Linked DNA regions of Mus musculus: region 2 is linked to region 1. A link is a contact called in public Micro-C data. All regions are on one chromosome and are shown on one strand. The core of a region is the stretch at or near the end of the contact, and the rest is flanking DNA. Distances in the headings are between cores, read along the strand shown. Region 1 overlaps Gm31648 (a long non-coding RNA gene). Region 2 holds the start of Cela3b (chymotrypsin-like elastase family, member 3B).

Region 1 (4,555 bases), core at 1,230-3,729:
AGACAGGATTGCCGGGACGGCTATGACATCACCTGAGAAGCTCTTGAGACCTTAAGCAGAGAGGCCATAAAATCTGACATCCACATTTGAAAGATCACTAGATGGGGGATAGCAGCTAACAGGCAGTCAAGGGATGGGGCAGGCTGGCTGCGCCACAGGGACTAAGCCACTGGGAGCAGAGTAGGTTCAGGGGTGGCAGGGGTCAGTGCCTGTGATCAAAGCACTGCCTACCAGATCCACTGGTGGACGGATGCTGGTAGGAAGTGGAGAGGGAAGGCAGGACAAGTCCATGGTTGGAAACTGGGTGACCTGGGTATTGTGTACCTACAGGACTAAGACAGGAGGAGGAGCGGAGTCAAAAGTACCTTGGAAGAGGTGGCAAGACACCTCTAAGAGGAACTAGAAAATCTCAGGCAGAAAGCAGAGCTGGATGGAGGCAGAGGGGTCAGCAGTGTGCAGGAGACTCGAACCTACAAACTCACAGTGCAGGAACTCACAAGGAGAGTACACAGAGTCTCAGCAGGGCTCAGGAGGAGTATAGACAGAGCCTAGACAATGGTTAATACTGTCAACTAGACAGGGTCTAAAATCAGATAGGGAACAACCTTGGAGATGTCTGTGAGGGAATTTCTAGATCAGGTTAACTGAGATGGGGAAACACACGCTAATGTGGTGGCACCATCCCGTGGGCTGAGGTTCTGATGAAATAAAAAGGAAAAAGGAAGCTGAGAATCAATATCCACTGCTTACTGACTGGATATGCGATGTGAGCAGCCGCCTCCCACTCCTGCCGCCATGCCTTCGCCGCCATGATGGACCGTGCTCTCAAACCCTTCCTCCTTTCTGATGCTTCTGTCAGGTGTTTGGTCACAGCAGTCACACAGGTAATTGAAACAGACAGGTTCCATGTGCTCCAGCTTTATTAAGCTTTTGAAAGGGAGGTAGAGGCAGACGTGGCCACAGCCAGGGAGGGAGGCAAAGAGGCACCTGTGATGTCCTGAGACCAGGGCTTCAGGCAGGAGGGAACGGGTCTGGATTCAAAGTTGCCAAAAAGGAGAGAGGGGTGGGAAAGCCTCATGCCCTTGGACCGTGGAGTCACTCCCTAGAGGCGTGGTCTCCAGACACCAAGCTCCCGGGTTCAGTTTCATGAGGGACCCCATTCCCTATTGTGCACACTGAAGCCACTGGCCAGTTGCTGGCACGAGCTGTCCCAGCCAGGCAAGGTGGCCATGCATGGGGAACTTCCTGGGGCTCTGTCGCAATATCTCAGTCTCCCCCTCATGCTTCATGGGACGGCTCGAGCCAGGGTTTCACACTGCCCTGTCTGAGATCATCAGTCACTAAGAGGGTTCCATAATCAGAGGTAACCTTTGTCCCCAGCACACGGGGTCACTTGTTACCAACTATGATCAGAAACAGACCCGAGACAGTCTCTAGCTACCTTCTCTTCCTTGTCCTCCGGGCTCCATCTCCTGTCTAGCAGATTCCCCTGGCTGAGCATCTCTCTTGCTCAGGGATCTCTGGTCTTATCATTCCCGGTTCCTCCTGGTCTGGTTGGCCCTCCTTCCTCTCTTCTGTTGAGGAGCAGTGGGAGGATTCACTCTATAGCGAGAGACGGTGACAGTGATGATGACAACTGCAGTTGGCTGTCACTGCGATGATGCTGATGATGGTAATGACTATGACTCTGCTGTCCCCTGCCTCTTTCACCCCAAAACTGAATCAATGCAACTTTTCATCTCCCTTACCCATCAGCTACCCTGACCTCAGCAGAGTGACATCTACAGTGTTGCTTATTAAGCACTTGCTGTATGCACAGTCTGAGCTAGGCGACTTCTATTCTGACTCCCGGAGGTAAATGCTTCTTGTGCATGTGCAGCTTGCGAAGGCTGAATTACTAAGAATGACTCGTGGACCAGAATCTGCAGACCCTGTGGAAGAAACTCAGGCTCCAGGAATGCTGGCTGACGACAGCGCCACCTGTGTCACCAGAGATGCATAGCTGGGGCTACTTGGTATGTTAGATGTGAGGCAGGCTGAGACACACTCCTTCAAACTGTACCTGTGGGAGTCACTTGAGGGTCCCCAGCCTGTGGCACCTGGTTTCGCTGCTAGAGAGTGGAGAGGGACATAGGCGTATAAGGTACTGTGTCTGCGTGTCCCCTGGGGAATGTGGCAGCCTTTGCATTTTTGTGGCATGAGGCGGAAATTTGAGATAATAAAGAAAGTGGTGGGAGGGGGGTGGGAAGAAAGACAGAAATAAGAAAGAAAAAGCAAGGAAACAATAAACTGTTAGTATCTCACAGGCGCCAGGCTGGGCGAGGAAACCGCTAATGAGCCCCAGCTTCTAATTCAAACCAGACAGATAAAAACCACGTGGTCGAGGTCCCAGAGAGCATGGAGCACCCCTCCCCCCTCCAAAGCCCAGGCTGGGTGCTCTGCCCAGAGAAGAGCAACCTCCGCTGCTGTCTGCGCAGCCACCAAGCAAGCCTGGATGCTGACACCAGCCCGATGCCTGCTTTAGAGCACTGTAAAGACGTGAACTCCAGCTCACTTCCTCGAAATGCATATTCATTTGTTTAGTCAACTTCACTTGTATTTTGACTATTGGGCCAGAAGTTCACTCTTCCAAGAACTCTGACTTCCTTATAAAAAAATCTCAGAAGCAGGAGCCTGGGCATATTATGACTGGGGCCAGGGGGGGGGGGCAGGGCTGGGTCCCAGCTTCATGATCACTAGATAGAGAATTAACCCCCAACACTCCCCAGATCATCTGTTGGGATGGCTTGCCTAGAAGTCTCATACACAATACACAACAGCTCTCTCTCTGTCTGTGTGTCTGTGTGTCTGTGTGTCTGTCTGTCTGTCTGTCTGTCTCTTCACCCCCATACCTGTGTATTCATCCATGGACATCAAGGTCAACTCTATTTCCTGGTTGTGGAGAATCACATAGCCATGAACATGGGGGAACAAGGCTTCAGAGAAAGAGAGACAGAGAGAGACAGAGACAGAGACAGAGACAGAGATTGCTGCATCAGAAACTGGCTCCATTTTAGTATTATGAAGCATCACAATGTCGTTCACCATCTGGGTACTCATCTGCATTTTTTTCTCCACATCCTTGCCACCATGGATAACAACCCCATCCCTCCAGGTACATTTAAAAGAGAGGAAGTCAGTGTGACCCTCTCCTGTTCCCCATACCTCTAACCACCGTAGCCAAGATACAGATCCAACCTAGCTGATGCCTGGATAAACAAAATGTAGTGTAGTTAGAGCCAGTGTGCTGGTTAATATTGCTATCAACGTGACAGAGTCTAGGATCACCTAGGAGATGCAGTTCTGAGCCTGGCTGCGAGGGAGTCACTAGATTAGGCTAACTGGGGTGGGAAGACCCATCCTAAATGTGGACAGCGTCATTCCATGGGCTGGGCTCCGAGATTGAGTATAAAAGTCAAAGTTAGCCGAGCTCTCACATCCATCTCTCTAACGTCAGATATAAGGTGGCCTGCTGCCCGGTGGACAGCACCCTCAAACCATGAGCCAAATCGAAGCCCTCATTCCCAAGTTGCTCTTCTCAGGTGTTCTGTCAGAGTGCTAAGCAAAGAAACAAATACAGACACAACGGAATGCTATTCGGCCATAAAAAAAAAAAAAAAAAAACTGGAGATCCTGCCGTTGGAGAAGGCATGGATGAGCCTGGCAGACAGTTATGAAGTGAAATAAGCCAGGCGCAGAAGAACAAAGACCAGCCCATGCTCGTTCCCGTGTGAAAGCTGAAGTCGTTCTCAGGGAAGCAGAGAATGGAGTGTGGTCATCCGGGCAGGAAGAGGGTGGGGCACGGGGATCGGGAGAAGGGCTGGTTAACAGGTTCGGAAACGGCTTGGAGAGTTGCTTCCTAGCAGAGCTAGGAGACCACGGCCCACCACCCACAGGAATTCTCACTAGCTAGAAGAAACGCTGAAAGATCCCAACACAAGTGATAGCGGATCGATCGGGATGGTGGGTACGCCAATTCCCTAGGTGCTCAGCCATAATCCTAGCTAGTGGTGACTGCCCAACCTAAATACTCACAGGTACATGTGCCGATCAAGAAATGGATAAGAACCTGAGAAAAGGGGGCTGGCGAGATGGCTCAGTGGTTAAGAGCACCGACTGCTCTTCCGAAGGTCCTGAGTTCAAATCCCAGCAACCACATGGTGGCTCACAACCATCCATAACGAAATCTGATGCCCTCTTCTGAAGTATCTGAGGACAGCTACAGTATACTTACATATAATAAATAAATAAATCTTAAAAAAAAAAGAACCTGAGAAAAGTATGTAAATACAAATTTAAAACATGAAGTGTGATGTAGGGACAGAGGGAAGCAGAAGTCTCGGGGTTGGGGGGGGCAGCTCCTTCCTCTGTGAGATGCGGCAGCCCCATGCTGAGCATCTGAGGAATGAAGAAGACACTAGCACTTGTCCTGCCTTCCAGCCTGATAGCTAAGCAGCTTCCTGTCTTATTGTAGGGGACAACGTGCTGCAGATCTCCTGCTGTCTCCACAGGATGA
Region 2 (4,828 bases), core at 752-3,251, 350 kb before region 1:
CTGGAGGGATTAAGAGAACTAACTGTTCCTCTAGAGGTCCTGAGTTCACTTCCCAGGTACCACATGGTGATTCACAACCATCTGTAAAGGGATCTGACGCCCTCTTCTGGTGTGTCTGAAAAGAGTGACATTGTACTCACATACATTAAATAAATAAATAAATAAATAAATAAATAAATAAATAAATAAATAAATAAATAAATCTAAAACAAAAAGAAGAATGCTGGCTTGTGCCCTGTGCCCTGTGCTAGTGTGTGGCTCGATGGTGGCTCTCCGCATGCATGAGGCCCTGGAATCTATCCCCACCAATAGGGGTGGGGTGGGGGAGTAAAGCGGCTGAGGAGGTGGATACATGAAGAAGGCACGGTGCGGCCAGCACTCGCAAGGCAGAGAACAGGGCTCTAAACCAGCCAAATCACCAGCTCTGGGGTCAGCAAGAGACCTTGCCCCTGCAGATAAAGGAGCCCAGGGAAGGTGCCAGCATCAAGCTCTTCAGCTTGGTTGACAGTGCGTTGGCAGGATCCTCACCAAGCTCCTTTAGTTAAAGCTTTCGATTGCATTTTTGTTGCTTCTGTGTGTGTGTGTGTGTGTGTGTGTGTGTGTGTGTGTGTGTGTGTGTGTGTGTGATGGGAGTGGGTGCACATGCCCCAGCATGCGTGGAGCTCAGAGGGCAACTCAGAGGAGAGGAGTTGGTCCTCTCCTTGTAACAGGTGGGCCCCAGGGATCCAACTCAGGTCGTGAGGCCCGATGGGCGTCTTTAGGTGCCAGGTCATCTTAGCAAGCCTGCTTCCTCTTTTATATTCCTCTCTTTCCTTCCTTCTCCTCCTCCCTGTTCCCTTCTCCTCCTCCCCTCACCTGGTTGCTTCTTCCTTGTCTCCTCTTCTGTCTCCATATCCCTCTCCTCCTCCTCCCCCTCCTTGACAAGGACAAAACCAAAGGCCTTACTTTGAGGCCCTGTGTTGTGCTTCCAGACCCATTTTATTTTTTTGCTTTGAGACAGGGCCTTGCTGTGCAACCCTAGTTGACCACCAACTCATAACCCTCCTGCCTCAGCCTTGGAGCAGCTGGGAACACAGACGATGCCACCTCACCCAGCTCCTCGTTGACTCCAGACCCCTGCCCCTCTTTTTTCTTGAGCAAGCCACTCCTGAGTTGAGTGTCTACCCTCCACCCGTTCCCATGGCTGGCTTCAGGACTCACTTGCATGCATATCGTCTCCAGAGTCAATATGTCACTCTGCCTCAACCTCCCAAGACAAATGGGAAGGGAGGGGTCCCCTCCTGATCACCCATGTTTTGTTTCCGTATGGCACCCACCCTCACTGGTTAGAGACAGCTTCTTAAAAATTTTGGCACTTGGGAGGCAGAGGCAGGTGGATTTCTGAGTTCGAGGCCAGCCTGGTCTACAGAGTGAGGTCCAGGTCAGTGGGGATATACAGAGAAACCCTGTCTCAAAAAAACCCCAAAAAACAAAAACAAAAAATTGTGGGTTCATCTTGTGCCATCACTAGGCAGACTGTGAGCAGACTGGGATCATGTGCTGTCTGCTCACAGCCCTAGAAAGAGCCCTAATACAGCAGAGAAAGTACTCAGAAACAGTCTCTTATGGAGGTGGACATCAATATTAATCCCATGCAGGAGACTAGAGCTCTGAGACACCATGGTCAAACTAAGCACTCAATAGACAAAGCCAGGATCTGAACCCAGGCCTGATCAGCTCTGCTATTCTAGCCTTCCCTGGGAAAGCCCGGCCTGTCTAATAGAACCCTTTGCCTGTCCCTCTCTTATCAGTTGGCCGTTCTCTACCACTTGTGCAATCACAGGTTGGAGGAAGTCTGAGGTCCCTCCTTCAGCTCCTGCTCTCTAATCTACAGTGGTTGGTGTGTGGCCTTGGGCCTTGAAAAAGCTGGTGTTCTGCCACCTGTTGTGGGAGTGGGGTCTGGGGCCAGCCCTTCCACCTGCCTCCGGCACTATATTAAAGTCCCGGTTCCACATCTCTTTCTAATCACCCTGAAGCTCACCATGCTCCGACTGCTGAGTTCCCTCCTGCTTGTGGCCCTTGGTAAGCCCTCAGCTTGTCCCATGTCTCCTTGCTGCATCAGCCTGGGAGCCCCTGAAATATGACAGACCCTCACTCTTTGCCTCCCTGGGTGACACCCCATACCTACTTCTACAGAAGGTCTCAGCTTCAACTAGGACAGGACTGTAGGGCCTTGAGCTTGGTTCATGGCCAGGAGTGGAGGAGGCAGGCAAGCTTCAGATGACCCAGCTCAGAAAGACTGGGAGCCCACGGGGCAAGACTCCTTGAGGGGACAATGGATGACCTCCTGACTTAAGGTCTGAACTCTGAGGTTTGATGGCTCCAACTCAAACTTTCAGTCTTCTGTGACACAGCCCACAAAGCTTCCCTTGGCCGACCATATTGTACCCGATGGCATTTTCTAAGTGTCTACTATGTCAGGCAGGTGACGGTGGGACAGGTTGTTTTTCTTCTATGACCCCAGGTAAGTCAGCCTAGTTTGGAGTCAGTGGGGAAACTGACTTTTAAAGTAACACAGCCATCCTGAGTCGGTGGCCGAGTTTCACTTCGTACCCAGCTGTGTCACTCAAACAGCCACTTCATAGGTCAGTCACCTTTTTTTTTTTTTAAAGATTTATTTATTTATTATATGTAAGTACACTGTAGTTGTCTTCAGATACACCAGAAGAGGGCATCGGATCTCATTACGGGTGGTTGTGAGCCACCACGTGGTTGCTGGGATTTGAACTTCGGACCTTCGGAAGAGCAGTCGGGTGCTCTTACCCACTGAGCCATCTCACCAGCCCTTTTTTTTTTTTTTTTTTTTTTTTTTTTGGTTTTTCGAGGCAGGGTTTCTCTGTATAGACCTGGCTGTCCTGGAGCTCACTTTGTAGACCAGGCTGGCCTCGAACTCAGAAAACCGCCTGCCTCTGCCTCCCGAGTGCTGGGATTAAAGGCGTGCGCCACCACGCCCGGTATAAATCACCTTTTTAAAAAGAATTTTTTTTTAATAGAAAGTCTCATGTTATAGCTCAGCCTGCCTTTCCTTGAATTCCTAGCAATCCCACTGCCTCCCTCTCTCAAGCACAGGGACTACAGGCCTGAGCTAGCATGTCACTTTTAGCTGCCATTTTTAATTTTTTTTATTACATTTATTTATTTGTTAGGGACTGTATGTGTGTTACAGAGCTCACGTGGAGACCAGAGAACAACTTGCAGGAGTCAGTTCTCTCTGTTGGGATCCCAGGGATAAAACTCAGGTCATTAGCCCGGGTTACCACGCAGCCAGCCCTCTTTTTTTCTTTTGGGGTGGGGTAAAAGATTTCACTCTGTTAGCCCAGGCTTACCTCAAACCAGTGGCTGATCCTTTGAGCTCGAATCCTCAATGCTGGGATCACACCCTAATGCCCAGCATTTTGGTTTCAGAGTTTGGGGGCTCCCTGACTACCAGGCTCAGTCCCAAGTCTTTAGTCTTTGAGATAAAAGAGACCCTGCCCTCCTCTGACTCTGGGAAGCCCTGTTGTAGGTTAAATGCATAAACACTACTTCATACCTGGCTAGTGAAGTCTAGAGAGGGGAAGGGCTCCCCCTCCTCTTCCTCCCCTTCCTTTTCCTCCTCCTCTTCCTCCTCCTCCTCTTCCTCTTTCTCTTCTTCCCCCTCTTCCTCTTCTTTATACTCCTCTTCTTCCTCTTCCTCCTCTCCCTCCTCAATCTCTTCTTCCTCCTCTTCCTCTTCTTTTGCTTCTTTCTTTTTCTTTTTAGACAGGATCTCTTTGTGTAGCATTGGCTGATCTGGAATTCACCATATAGGTCAAGCTGGCCTTGAATATACAGAATTCAGCTTGCCTCTGCCTCCAAATGCACCATGCTCAAACACCAGCTCTCCCACCCCGACCCCTTTCTTCTGAGGACACTCTGGCTGACTGGCTTCTCAATTGTCACCTCTAGCCTCAGGCTGTGGACAGCCTTCCCACAACCCCTCCAGCCGAGTTGTCAATGGCGAGGAAGCTGTTCCCCACAGCTGGCCCTGGCAGGTAAGAGTGACAGCAGCTGCCCCCACCACCACTCCCCACGCCTGCTTCTACTATGGGCACTGAACCCCAGGTCTGGTGACATGGCAGCCTGCCTTGACCCCACCAGTTCCTCTCCACTCCCTTCTTTGACTTCAAAAGGCCGGAAACTCTTGGAGAGAGATATTTCTTGGAGGTTGTAACTGTTCCATCTGCAATCTCGGCTGGGATTTGAAAGTGGAATTTGGGGAAAGGGTGGTGCTTAAGAGATTGGCTTAATAGCAGTGGAACTTCGGGGGCTGTGTTTAGAGGAAAGATTTTGTTTCTAATCTCCCTGGGTTCTACAAAAGGGTCAAAGTTCTGGGAGCTTAAAAGGGTTAGGAACTTCATAGAGGTTCATGGGGAGATGTTCATAGGGCTAAACTCCCTGTCTAACAATAGTCACAAGCCACGTGTGACTATAGTTTACTATAAAGTAAGGCAGACATAGTTGTTCCATACAAACTTGTAACCCAGTAGAGGCAGAAGGATCAGGAGTTCAAGATCAGCCTCAGCTACACAGCAAGTTTGATGTCACTCTGACTTCTAAGAGACCCTGTCTCAAGAACCAAACCCAGACCTGGAGAGAGCTGAGTGGTGAAGAGTGCTTGCTGATCTTCCAGAGGACCTGAGTTCAGTTCCTAGTCTGGCAGCTTAAGACCGCCTGTAATAGCATCCCTAGGGGACCCATGCCTTCTAGTCTCTGAGGGGGCCAGAACACATGTGACACACACCTGTTCAGAGAAACACACATGCACACA

What was found. Hi-C and Micro-C count contacts between places; a contact is called where the count stands out from the background.
Region 2: a contact with region 1 is called in a Micro-C map of granulosa cells, with 2.7 times the contacts expected there. The contact joins the promoter of Cela3b here to the enhancer-like site in region 1. A contact is called at or near these places in 1 of 39 promoter capture datasets (embryonic stem cells), 3 of 15 datasets of contacts at CTCF or cohesin (embryonic stem cells, pro-B cells and stem cell-derived epiblast-like cells), 39 of 484 Hi-C or Micro-C datasets (B cells, the HL-1 cell line, the N1E-115 cell line and 17 more), 4 of 115 datasets of contacts at active chromatin or transcription factors (astrocytes, embryonic fibroblasts, extraembryonic endoderm stem cells and 1 more) and 2 of 9 other capture datasets (adipose tissue and embryonic stem cells).

The regions. Positions count from the first base shown.
Region 1 is chr4:137,083,130-137,087,684 of GRCm38.p6, reverse strand. The region is part of intron 2 of Gm31648 (a long non-coding RNA gene); the gene reads right to left. Among named protein-coding and RNA genes, the nearest start is that of Gm31648, 8.8 kb to the right of the region's middle. Within about 2 kb of position 2,479, at least 32 of the 459 cell types and tissues checked have an H3K27ac peak or open chromatin away from gene starts, as enhancers often do. A contact at or near this core is called in the N1E-115 cell line, embryonic fibroblasts and granulosa cells, where this site is marked.
Region 2 is chr4:137,427,693-137,432,520 of GRCm38.p6, reverse strand. Cela3b (chymotrypsin-like elastase family, member 3B) reads left to right here and starts at 2,001. Exons shown (of 8, transcript NM_026419.2): 1 at 2,001-2,061; 2 at 3,967-4,052. The coding sequence starts at 2,022.